Linked DNA regions of Macaca mulatta: region 2 is linked to region 1. Evidence: chromatin contacts called from public Hi-C data. All regions are on one chromosome and are shown on one strand. The core of a region is the stretch at or near the end of the contact, and the rest is flanking DNA. Distances in the headings are between cores, read along the strand shown. Region 1 has its middle 27 kb from the start of DMRT3. Region 2 overlaps DOCK8 (dedicator of cytokinesis 8).

Evidence for each region. A called contact is a pair of places that touch in the nucleus more often than the background predicts.
Region 2: a Hi-C map of fetal cortical plate shows a contact between it and region 1, with 4 times the contacts expected there. The contact joins two enhancer-like sites. A contact is called at or near these places in 2 of 14 Hi-C or Micro-C datasets (fetal cortex germinal zone and fetal cortical plate).

The regions. Positions count from the first base shown.
Region 1 is chr15:98,435,907-98,442,590 of T2T-MMU8v2.0, reverse strand. No RefSeq gene overlaps it. Among named protein-coding and RNA genes, the nearest start is that of DMRT3, 27 kb to the left of the region's middle. Within about 2 kb of position 5,225, at least 3 of the 40 cell types and tissues checked have an H3K27ac peak or open chromatin away from gene starts, as enhancers often do. A contact at or near this core is called in fetal cortex germinal zone and fetal cortical plate, where this site is marked.
Region 2 is chr15:99,068,691-99,075,257 of T2T-MMU8v2.0, reverse strand. It overlaps DOCK8 (dedicator of cytokinesis 8), which reads left to right. Exons shown (of 47, transcript XM_077966188.1): 22 at 2,777-2,872. Among named protein-coding and RNA genes, the nearest start is that of KANK1, 130 kb to the right of the region's middle. Within about 2 kb of position 2,452, at least 10 of the 40 cell types and tissues checked have an H3K27ac peak or open chromatin away from gene starts, as enhancers often do. A contact at or near this core is called in fetal cortex germinal zone and fetal cortical plate, where this site is marked.

The DNA.
Region 1 (6,684 bases), core at 3,976-6,475:
CACCTGTGCTCTGGGAGCCCCAGCATCTGCTGCAGCCATCATGGCAGGGAGAGGAAAGGGCACGGCCGAAGCCAGCGCGGCCTGCAGAGGATCCACCCATGGGGAGTGGGCGTGACCCTCAGGGAGCGGAAGGGACAGGGAGAATAAAATGCATTGCTGTTGTGGCCTAAAGGCCTCCCACCTGGAAGGAAGCCAGGGGAGCCTGATCAGACAGCCGGTTCCAGTGGTCATTTGCCCAGGAGAGTAGCCACTCTGTGGGTGGGATCAAGTCCTTCCTACATCATCCCAGACAGTTATTCACACACCAGAGCTTTGGTGACTTGCTCTGAGCCTAGCTGGACCCAGATACCTTGGTTTTCCAGATTTCCTGATAAATTAGCACCAAAGAATAAAGAGCTCATTAACTGTCTTGGTCCATATATAACACACCAGTTAAACTTGAATTTCAGATAACCAGTGAATAATTTTTTAGCATAAGCATGTCCCAGGCTGAATTTGTATAGGTATATATTTTTATGTGTATGTGTGTGTGTATATCTATATATATATTTGTAGAATATAACTATGTCCAGGGAATATTACATAAGTATAATATATAATATTATACTGATACATATAACATGTGATATAATATATAATACATAATATTCCCTGGACATAATTATACTCTATAATAAATGTATTGCCTATACATACTTATACTAAAAAATTATCCATTGTTTATCAAAAGTTGAATTCAACTGGGCATCCTATGGTTTTGTTAGCTAAATCTTATAATGCTACCGGAAGCGATGTGTCTGTGGTATGACTGTAGCTGTCGCCACGGTCATGTCCCTGCAGTTAAGAAAACAGGAAAGGTGAAGTGGTAACAAAATGGGCTGAAGGCCTAATGCAGTCCTCAGGTGTATTTTGTTTGATTAGTACAGAGTTTTTGTTTTCATTTTCAAATGATTGCCAACATTGAAGAATCCAGAGATCTCACATATGCACCAAGTGTTTAGGCGTTTCTGGAAAAGGTGGAAGATCTGTCAATATTGTACGGAAACAAATTAGATGTTCCCTGCCTTGGTCTCACTCATTTGTGCTTCTTTCCTGTCGCTGAATTTGGGACAGATCCATGTAGGGTATTCGATTCCCTAAAATTTTCCCTAGAACAGGCGGGAACTTTTTTGGGGGTGCTGAAATCCCTGAGTGCCTGTTGAGCCTGACCAGGCTGATCTAAAGCAGGAGGGCTCTTTACCTCTCCCCCTTGACATTTGACCTGGAGACTTGCTCCTTATAAGGCTTAGATGTGACCTGGGACAGGTCCCTAGCTTCTCCCAGGGTCTCTGTTTTCATCCCTAAAACGAGCAGACAACTGTCCATGTTTCCCAACTTTTTTGTACCAAAAGTTCTGTTTTGTCAACCTTATGCCACTGTGGTTCCAGTTTTTGCTTGTTTGTTTGTTTTATAGAATGGTTCACCAATGTGTGAGTCATCCTTGCTAATCTTCTCTGTGGCATTCTGATTTTGGTATGTGTGCTGCTGAAGCGAGCGCATGGACCTGATGCTTTCAAAGATCTGTCTACCCAAGCGAATGGCGTATATTACAATCAGCCTGTAAATTCTGACCAGCCTGAAAGCTAACTGGTTTCATCACACCACATGGGTCAAATTCCCTCTAAAAGCAAAAGCATTTTGTAAGCTCCTGTAACCTTACTGAAAACAGGGATACCTTTAAAGCCAGGGTGGGTGCGGCTAGCCTAGGCTACACTTCAGTAACACACTCCAAAATTTCAGTGGTTTAACACATGAAAGTTTATTTTAAAACTTTAACCCATGCAGAATCTGCCATGGGTTTGGCAGCTCTCTAGGCAGTGACACAAGAATTGTTTCCTTTTTTTTTTTTTTGGAGACAGAATCTTCTCCTGTCTCCTACGCTGGAGTGCTGTGCATGATTTTGGCTCATTGCAACCTCCACTTCCCAGGTTCAAATGATTCTCCTGCCTCAGCCTCCCGAGTAGCTGGGATTACAGGTGCACACCACCACGCCTGGCTACTTTTCTGTATTTTTAGTAGAGGAGGGTTTCACCATGTTGGATAGGCTGGTCTTGAACTCCTGACCTTGGGCAATCTGCCCTCCCAAAGTGCTGGGATTACAGCCACTCTGGCTTTAGTTTCCTTCTTTACTGTGGCTTGACCATTTCCACACGTGGTTTGCTGGCAGGCTTTCCAGGTCCTCGCCTCTGCTCACATTTCATTGGCTGGATCCAGTTTGGTGGCTTCACTTAGAGGAAGGGACCAGGAGGTAGAGTTTTTTGCATGCCTGGGAAGCTGTGGAGAAAAGCACACAGTGAACACTAAGAGGCGACACCACAGGGACATGAGCCCTTTCAGCTCCAAAATCCTACCTTCTGTCATTCTTCAGAGTGGTCACATCGTGTGGTCTGTAGATATGCTGGCGTGACCTTTAAGATGACTGACTGCTGTCAAGCAGAACAGACGCTATAGATATGTTGAGCTTTAAGTATTTCCAAATCCCACGTTCCCTTCCTGATGATAATAGCTGCATCTTTCTTTCCTTCCTTCCTCCCTCCCTCCCTCCCTCCCTCCCTCCCTCCCTCCCTCCCTCCCTCCCTTCCTTCCTTCCTTCCTTCCTTCCTTCCTTCCTTCCTTCCTTCCTTCCTTCCTTTCTCTCTCTTTTCTCTTTCTTCTTTCTTTCTTTTTCTTTCTTTCCGTCTCTCTCTCTCTCTCTCTCTCAGAGTTTCACTTTTGTCACCCAGGCTGGAGTGCAATGGCTCGATCTCTCCTCACTGTAACATCTGCCTTCCGGGTTCAAGCAGCTCTCCTGCCTCAGCCTCCCAAGTAGCTGGGATTACGGGCACCCACCACCACACCCGGCTAATTTTTGTACTTTTAGTAGAGATGGGGTTTCACCATGTTGGCCAGGCTGGTCTCGAACTCCTGACCTCAGGTGATCTGCCCACCTCGGCCTCCCAAAGTGCTGGGATTACAGGCATGAGCCACTGCACTGGCCATAGCTGACTTTTATTTTGTGTGCATGTATCAACTCACTTATCTTCACAATAGCCCTAAAAGGCAGGTACATTTTTTGTTGTTCCTGTACTATTTTTTTTTTTAACAGGAATTGTTTCATAGATTTTAAAAACAGGCTCTGTCCTCACGTGAACGGACATGTTTGAATAACCAACTCGAGTCCACTGTGCTCTGTTTCAGTGATGCATTCTTGATATGTGCATTTGCCAGCGGAAGGCCCAGAATCGCTAAGCTACTGCTTCAGGGTTATGCAGACGCTGGTGCCCAGCTGGATTTTCCTCTCAGAGTCACATCCCAGAGCCCGTCATGGGCTGAAACGCAGGGGCTCTGACATGCCCATCCTCCAGAGTCTGCTCCTCAGGATTTCAGAGACCAGCTCATCAGGAGAGTGAAGCCTGAGTGTAAGATGAAACTGGCATTAAGTTGACCAGCTACTATAAGTTGGCTTTAACTGGCTGTGAAATATTTTGCCCCTACAGGGAGCTTTAACTGTGTTTTGTTCTTTTTGCCGTTTAGTGGCCCACGTTCCAGTGGGTACAATTTCCAGCTCCCAGTCCCAGACTAGCACCTAATTAAAATACGATGTTTTCCCTTCAAGCTTGGTTTGAAAGTCAACTGACAATTTTTTTTGTTTTCTGTGTTAGGAAATTGTTTTTATTTTTTGAAAAGGTCAGGGATTTAAGAGCTCTAAAGTAAAAAGACATAAAAAGATTTACAGTGAAAATTCTCCCTCCTCCCAGCTACCTGAGTGCAACCAATGTTATTAGTGTCTTGGGCATCCTTCCAAAAATATTTTATTTTTAATTTTCTTTTTAGAAACAGGGCATTGCTCTATCACCCGGGCCAGAGTGCAGTGGTATGATCACAGCTCACTGCAGCCTCGACCTCCCCAGGCTCAAGTGATCCTCCTAATCTCAGCATCATGAGTTGCTGGGACTGTAGCCACACACCGCCATGCCCAGCTAATTTTTGTTATATATTTTATTTTATTTTTTTGTAGAGACAGCATCCTACCGTGTTGTCCAGGCTGGTCTTAAACTCCTGGACTTAAGTGATCCTCCTGCTTCAACCTCCCAAAGTGTTGGGATTACAGGCATAAGCCACTGTGCCCAGCCCTTCCAGAAATGTTTTCTGCACATGCAAGCATAAGTATTCTTTTTTCATTTTCTTTAAAAATTAACTATATACACAGCTGTTTTACCTTGCCTTTTTTTTCTGTCCACTTACTGTGTTTTGGAGATAGTTACATATAATTTTTTTTTTTTTTTTTTGAGACGGAGTCTCGCTCTGTCGCCCAGGCTGGAGTGCACTGGCCGGATCTCAGCTCACTGCAAGCCCCGCCTCCCGGGTTTACGCCATTCTCCTGCCTCAGCCTCCCGAGTAGCTGGGACTACAGGCGCCCGCCACCTCGCCCGGCTAGTTTTTGTATTTTTTTTTTTAGTAGAGACGGGGTTTCACCGTGTCAGCCAGGATGGTCTCGATCTCCTGACCTCGTGATCCGCCCGTCTCGGCCTCCCAAAGTGCTGGGATTACAGGCTTGAGCCACCGCGCCCGGCCTTAGTTACATATAATTATAAAGATAGTTTCTTCATTTAAAAAATTACGTAGTATTTGGCTGTTCCATAGTGTATTTAGCAGTCCCCTTCTGATAAATATGTTAAGTGTTCAAGTCATGTACTATTAAACGATTCACTAATAAATAACTTTAGACAAATGTGATTTGAAGTGGGAGCAAGTGTAAGATGCATAAATTCGGGGAAGAGGAGTTTCTGCAGCAAAGTGTACATGCGCCGGTAATTTTACTAGACATTGCCGATTTGTCCCCTCATAGGCCCTGCTCCAGTTTATACTCCCGCCAGTAAAGTACGAGAATGTCAGTTTTCCCACATCCCCAGTGAGTGTGTTTTCAATTGTAATTTCCCACAACTTGAAAATCTCAGTATGCTTTCATTTGCATTCTCGTCTTATGAATGGAGGTGAGCTGCTTTTCATATGTTTCAGAGCCATCTGCATCAACGAGCATCTCTTTCTTGGAGTGCTGGAAGAACACTTGCCCTCGAACAGGTCTGTGACCCAAGCTCAAAGCTGGCAGAACCCATCGCAGCTTAACCACCAGGGTTTGTAGCTAAATGCCTCACACGAGGCAGTGTTTGGTTTCTGCAGCGTGTTCTCATTAGAAATGCTTGGTCGCTGAAACCAGTCCTAACCAGGCTGATGGCGCCATCTATCTTTCTGAGATGGGTAAATGGAATGCAATGCAGTTTGACAAGGGGGACGTTTGGGACCTGACACGGATGATTTCAGGGACCTGACGCTGATGATGAACTCTGCCAGGGGCTGTGGATGTGTTCCATCAAAGCTGAAAATATCATCAACTTACTGAATTGTCTTTCATCCTACCTGATGTCACTGAAGTGAGCATATCTTTTTGATTTTTAAAAAATGTTTGGCCAGGTGCAGTGGCTCATGCCTGTAATCCTAGCACTTAGGAAGGTTGAGGCAGATGGATCGCTTGCGCCCAGGAGTTCAAGACTAGTCTGGGCAACATGGAGAAAGCCTGCCTCTGCTAAACAGTAGACACAAAAAATTCGCCGGGTGTGGTGGTGAGCACCTGTAGTCTCAGCTACTTGGGAGTCTGAGGTGGGAGGATCACCTGAGCCCAGGGAGGTTGAGACTGCAGTGAGCCGTGACTACACCACTGCACTCTGGCCTGGGTGACACAGTGAGACCCTGATTCAAAAAACAAACAAAACAAAATTTTATTTTTAAAAAATAAAAGGCCCACATATATAGAGAATAGTGAAATGAACCCTAATCTACACATCACCAACATTAAGCAGTTATAAAGACTACACAACACGTGATCCGTCCATCCCATTTCCTGTTTCTTCCTTTTGGTTGAGGTAGGTAGTCTTTAAAGCAAATAATGTCATTTCACCCTTATGTACTTCAGTAAACATCTCTAAAAATGGACATATTCATATATAATTACAATGCCATGATCAGATCTGACAAAATTAAAAGTAATTCGTTGGTATCATAAGACCGAGTTCATAAAAATCTCCGAGTTGTCTCCAGCCTCGCTCCCCCTTTACTGTGGGTTTGTCTGATGGGGGTCCACATGCTGTATTTGGTTCTATGTTTCTTACGTCTCTTCATTTGCACAGTGGACTCCTGCTTTGTGAGGAAACGGAGTCCATTGCTCAGCAGAATGCTCTCCATTCTGAAACTGTGTGTTCGCTTCCTCGTGGAGTCACTTAATTTCTTCCCGTATCCCCCATGCTTCCTGTAGAGTGGAAGCAGATCTAGAGGCTTCTTTGATATGGGTGCAAATGTTTGAGGGAGGTGCACTTCCCAGGAGATGCTGGTCCACTGCCTACTGCGTCACTTCCGAAGGGACACAGAGGGTCTTTAGTCCATCAGGCAAGATCAGTGGGGGTCAGTAATGTCAGCCAGACCCCTCCATTTCAAACTCCACCTTCCATCTTTTCTCTGCAACTTTTCATTTGCTCACTATGTTGCTGGAAGCAGTTATTTCAATTAGGGATTGAAAGATGGGGATTTTCCTTTTTTTAAAAAACATTTTTTTTTGAGAGGAAGTCTCCCTCTGTCACCCAGGCTGGAGTGCAGTGGCATGATCTTGGCTCA
Region 2 (6,567 bases), core at 1,203-3,702, 640 kb before region 1:
AGTCAGGCGTGGTAGTAGGCACCTGTAATCCCAGCTACTAAGGAGGCTGAGGCAGGAGAATTGCTTGAACACAGGAGGTGGAGGTTGCAGTGAGCCGAGGTTGCACCACTGCACTCCAGCTTGGGATACAAGAGTGAGACTCCATCTCAAAAAAAAAAAAAAAAATCCCAAGGAGCAATGCCAAATTTTATAAGCAAATAAAAACTGACATCCTGAGAGGGTTGATGACTTGCCCTATATTGTTTTTCCCTCCATGAATTCTTTATTTTTTTCATGATAAAGTTTTACTTTATCATGAACAGTTTTAGAGTTACAGAATTATATATGCTCTACCCAGTCTCCCCATTATTAACATTTTACATTAAAATGGTACTTTTGGCACAATTTGTGAACTGATATTCATGCAATATTATCATTCATTAAGTTCATCTTTATTCACCACTTCTCAGTTTTTCTCCAGTGTCCTTTTTCTGTCCCAGGATCCCATCCAGGATGCCACATTACATTTTGTAGTCTTGCCTCCATAGGCTCCTCTTGCTGGGAACAATTTCTTAGACTTTCTTTGTTCTTCATGCCCTTGACAGTTTTGAGGAGTAATGATCAGGTATTTTGTAGATTGTCTCTCATTAGGAATTTTTTAAAGATTTTGATATTATTCACATACCATAAAATTCACCCTTTTTATAAAGATGGAGTACACGATCCAGTGGTCTTTAGTCTACTCACAAAGCTACCACGATGAATTCTTAGTCTGAAGTTTTTCTCCAGTGATCTGTGTCCTCAGGGTGGCTGAGCTTTTAGAGTAATATCATTTCCCCTGATTAAGAGAAATCAAAATCTCTAGGTTTAGACACAGACACAGTTTCACCCTTACAAATTCCACCCACTTGACACAGTGTGGCATGAGGAAGGAAATCTGGAGACCAGGGTTTGGGGCTGGGCGCCGATACTGCCCCGCCGTGTGGCCATGGGAAAAAGTCATTTAACTGTGCTAGGCCTCGTGTCCTCATCTCTGCAGAGGTCCTGACCCCTGGATGAACTTAAGAACCGTCTACCCTGGATCTTTTAAAAACACTAGATTCAGCCGGGTACAGTGGCTCACGCCTATAATCCCAGCACTTTGGGAGGCGGGCCAATTACGAGGTCAGGAGATCGAGACCATCCTGGTTAACACGGTGAAACCCTGTCACTACTAAAAATACAAAATACTAGCCAGGTATGGTGACGGGTGTCTGTAGTCCCAACTACTCAGGAGGCTAAGGCAGGAGAATGGTGTGAACCCAGGAGGCAGAGCTTGCAGTGAGCCGAGATTGCGCCACTGCACTCCAGCCTGGGTGACAGAGTGAGACTCCGTCTAAAAAAAAAAAAACCCTGGATTTACCCCCTGAGATGCTGATGATCTATAGTTTGAGCCATCAGGAATTATTCATGTTCTATCCTTTTTGACTTACAAAAATCAGTGCAGGGATGTGCTAGAGCGAGCTCATACCTGTTCCCAAAGGCTGATTGCTTAGTTTTCCAGAATTTTTTGAGCCAGTTTTGAAACAGATATTGTTAAAATTAAATTGTATAAACTTAAAATTAAATAGGTTATATTAAAAACAAAGGTAATCTGAATGCAATGTGGTATGCTAGATTGCATCTCGGAACAGAAATAGGACATGAGTACAAAAACTGGTGAAATCTGAATTGTTCATGGTTTAGTTAATAGTAACATATCAATGTTAATTTCTTAGTTTTGACAAATGTACCTTATCATAAAAGATATTAACATTAAGAGAAATGCAATGAAAGGCATATAAGAAATACTAACTTTGCAACTTCTCTGTAAATCTAATAATAACTATATAAATAACTACTCCAGAATTAAAAGTTCACTTTGAAAAGCTAACCCTAGTCCCTTCCTAATAATTTCATTGTATGCTATGATATCTAAGTTCTTCATTCTTTATATCTACTGTGTCTGTGTGATGGAAATATTATATAACGATTTGCTACCGCACATGTCTCCCTAACTGCATTTCCATGACATCATGTTGGCAGATTTAAATCAGCTATGATGAAAGTATTTGTGCCACAGAAATTGGCAAATGCTACAAATTAGCCCTACCCCACTGACAACTGGTTGTTAAACATTTGCCAGCGCACCATGGTTCAGCCTCATATGGAAGACCCCTTTCAGCAATACCACTTTCTGATCACCCAGGAAAAAAGTGGTCTGCAGCTATTATTGACAGCCTAGATCTTTCTATTTTTCTTTGATAAAAATGAAAATATTAAATTTTTATGTGGACAGGGTTAACAGTTTTTGAATTATTTTGTAGCACAGGGAGAAAATGTTTAATAGCGCATGACCCCTCCACTTCCTTTCGGAAGTAGTTTTTGACAATGTATTGGTATGTCGGAGACAGTGTGGTGCAGTACCATATTAAACCACAGAGAGGCACTGTTCCCACACGTTTTTTCCTGGCGTCCCCTGAAGTCACAGACTCCTAGAATGTTGGAAGGGACTACTCAGCACCCCAGATTCTTAAATAGTTTTTAACTGTAGGTTGCTACACACAAACTATTAACAGGGATTATCTCAAGAGCAAGTAGAATTAGGTATAACTTCACCGTCTTTGCTTTGTTTTATATTTACTTACAGCAATTATTTTACCTTTGTAACCAGGAAAAAATAAATGCATAAAAATGAATTCTGAGGTTGTGATTTCCAGGTGTCTGGCTTACCTTTCCATGGTTGGTTGACTGTTAAGCCATGGTTTATGTGTTTTAGATCGCCGATCGTAACTGCAGCCGAATGTCTTACTATTGCTCTGGCAATAGTGATGTTCCAAGTTCAACTACAGCCCCAAGGCCAGCCAGCAAAAAGGTACCGAACAGAGCAATGTGAGGATCATCACGGGATAAGAACAGAAGGACTTCCTCATGCCCTCACACTGTGCTTGAAAATAGTCAAAGTGCTCCCCTGCCTGGTCCTGTTGTGCGCGCACACACACACACACGCACACACACACACACCACACTTTTGCAGCCCTGTCCTTTACCCCACATTTGACCACCTAACTACCCATTAACTCAGTGTTTCTTTCACTTTCTCATGCATCAGAATTACCTGGAAGCCTTGTTAAAACTCATCGCTGGACCCTACCCCCTGAGTTTCTGATTCAATAGATCTGAGCTGGAGGCTCAAGATTTTGCATTTCTAACAAGTTCCCAGCTGATGCTGGTCCAGGACCACACTCTGAGAACCACTGCATTAGCCTCCTTTTAGTAGAGAGAAAGCTGGGGACAGTTCATCCTTGACAAAAGTGAATGGCAATAATTAGGTATCATTTGTTTCAATACTATATAAAGTAATATGAGATGCTTCCTTGTAATTCTTCACAATCAGCCTTACCTATGAGTTCAGAAACTTTAAAAGCTGTTAAACTGCTTACCAGGGTTTTTAAAGCAATAAAATCCCCAATCATAGTCACAGCCTGTGTGGTCTGAGGGATGGAGTTGAAAAAAGCTGTCTGCCCCAAGTTTCCTGTCTTCTAGGCACCGAAGAGTCTCACCATTATAGTAGCTACTGAAGTTTTTAATGTAATGTATTTATTACATTACATTATTACATTACATTTATTACATTACAAATGTAATAAAAGTACATTTACATTTAATGTAAAATTACATTTAAAAATGTAAATATGGCGGGGCACAGCTGCTCACACCTATAATCCCAGCGCTTTGGGAGGCCGAGGTGGGTGGATTACCTGAGGTCAGGAGTTCAAGATAAGCCTGGCCAACATGGTGAAACCCCTCTCTACTAAAGATACAAAAACTAGCTGGGCATAGTGGCAGGCACCTGTAATCTCAGCTGCTCAGGAGGCTGAGGCAGGAGAATAACTTGAACATGGGAGGCGGAGGCTGCAGTGAGCTGAGATTGTGAAACTGCACTCCAGCCTGGGCGACAGAATGAGACTCCATCTCAAAAAAAGAAAAAAAACAGTACATACGCTTATTACAAAGGATAACACAGGAAGCCATTTGCAAGAGCTCACATCACAGGGTAATGCTTATTAAACAGGCAAGGAGGGAATGAGCCTCCCCAAGGCTCCCTTTGGACTGGATGAGGGAAAGATCAAGTGTGGGAGGGCCGGGGCCTGGTGCTATACACTTCGCGGTATTCCAGGCACCATATGTCTAGTGAGAGGTACCAGGATTTAACTCGAAAAGGAAAAGTGGAAAAAAGATATGGTTAGGCTAAAAACAGATTTGTCTACTTGCTCTAAAATTTAGAATTAGGCTATCACAGGCCCTATGCCGTGACTGGTTATAAGTATTATACCATTTTCCTTTCTTAAAAACCATTATTTGCCTACAGCCTGATTTCTTTAACCCATGTCCTGTTTGGTTTTGTAACTGCCATGTTTTGACCTGAAATGACCAGGATAGAGATATTTTATTTCAAAGGGAAGTGTGGCCAATATGTTTCCTTAATAGCTTAGCAGACAGGGTTTTGCTGCTTGGCTATTTTATATAACCTCCAGAGCAAGGTGTTCTTGTAATAATGCTGCCCAGAAAGCAGCATAAATTACTTTAAGAAGCAGCTTATCCTATCTAATCTCTTCTTGCCATAAGACCCTGGCAGACAAACTGACCTATTTTCTAGAGGCAATCTTTGAAGCTGGGGGAGCATATCTTTCCTACAATGAGAAGATCAAAGTGTAGTCCAGTTATATCATGTGCACAGTTAGACCACCTGCTTGATTAAAACTCAACCCCACGCCTCTCTCAAGTGAGACAGCTTCACTTAAAACTCACAACAGCAAACAAATGTGTTAATGTGTATTAAAATTATTAAGGTTTGACTGACCTCACAAAATGAAGTGAAACCAACCGATAAGCTGAAACACCTAAGCAGTCTCCATTCATCACCACTAACCCACTGGGGATCTAATTGGTTAAAATACCCAAGCATGAATACAGAGATTTTCCCTTTGTCATCTTTTAGTTTAGCTGAGTAGCTCTCAAATTTTAATGTACACAAGAATTAGTACATTGGGTTGCATGCATACTGGACCCTGTGGGTAATTTTTTTTTTTTTTTTTTTTTTGAAACGGAGTCTCACTCAGTCACCCAGGCTGGAGTACCATGGTGCAATCTTGGCTCACTGCAACCTCTGCCTCCCAAGTTTAAGTGATTCTCCTGCCTCAGCCTCCCGAGTAGCTGGGATTACAACCGTGAACCATCACACCTGGCTAATTTTTGTATTTTTAGTATAGATGAGGTTTCACCATGTTGGCCAGGCTTGTCTCAAACTCCTGACCTCAAGTAATCTGCCCTCCTCAGCCTCCCAAAGTGCTGGGATTACAGGCATGAGTCAACACACCTAGCCCTCTGTGGATAATTTAAACAACTGTCAAGAGCAATGTTTGCTGTAATCAGTTTTTGCTTTAGGTGTTGACTTTAAAACTTAATTTGCAAATAAGGCTATGATATTAGGGTGTTCAGATAGCTTTAGCTTTCTTGCCTACTTTCTTAACCAGAAAAAAAAAAATGAGTTTATATTTATTCCAGGTTTTGTGGGCATAAGATGAAAGAAAACCACAGAAAATTCCTAGACATCATTTTTGGCATTAATTAGGGTGACCAACTGTTCTCATTTGCCCCGGACTGAGGGAGTCCCCAAGATGTAAGGCTTTCTATTTTAAGACCAGGACATTATCAAGCACTCTTTAATGGACTGATTGCCCTATCTTCAGTCTTGAACTTCTTCCTCATCAAAATGATTGTCAGGAACGTGAACACATAGCCAGACACGCTGGAGAATGGGAAAGGTGTAAGTCACCATGTGCGCCATTTGCTACTGAGCAGTAGGTGACTTGAAGGGAAGCGAAGATGCAAAGTGGAGCTAGGGGACTTTCCAAGCATCTGGCCCTGGGACATAGAAATTTAGAAGCTGTGAGTTAAGGCTGATACTGCTATGCCTTTCAGAGCACAACATCCTCTCATAAACCCCCATCCATCCTGTTTCCCACAATGCCATATTGACATTATAAAAACAAAAATTGTCCAGTCTCCCAGAGTGTTTCGATACCATCCAGACAGTGGTTTTCAAAGTGTGACCCTGGACCAGCAGCAGCAGCAGCAGCAGCAGCATCCGGGAACTTGTTAGAAATGCAAATTCCCAGGCTATTGAATCAGAATATCTGGGGGTGGGGCCCAGCAGTCTGTGTTTCATCAGGCCCTCCAAGGGATTCTGATACAAAGAGGCCAGGCGTAGTGGCTCATTCCCGTAATCCCAGAACTTTGGGAGGCCGAGGCGGGTGCATTGCTTGAGCTCAGGAGTCTGAGACTAAGTGGGTAGCATGGTGAAACCCCATCTGTACCAAAAAATAATAATAATAAAACAATTAGCTGGGCTTGGTGGCGCATGCCTTTAGCCCTAGCTATTTGGGACTAAAGCAGGTGGGAGGATTGCTTGAGCCAGGGAATTTGCAGTGAGTGAGATTACGCCACTGCACTCCAGCCTGGGCGACAGAGTGCAGCCCTATCTCAAAAAAAAAAAACAAAAAAAAA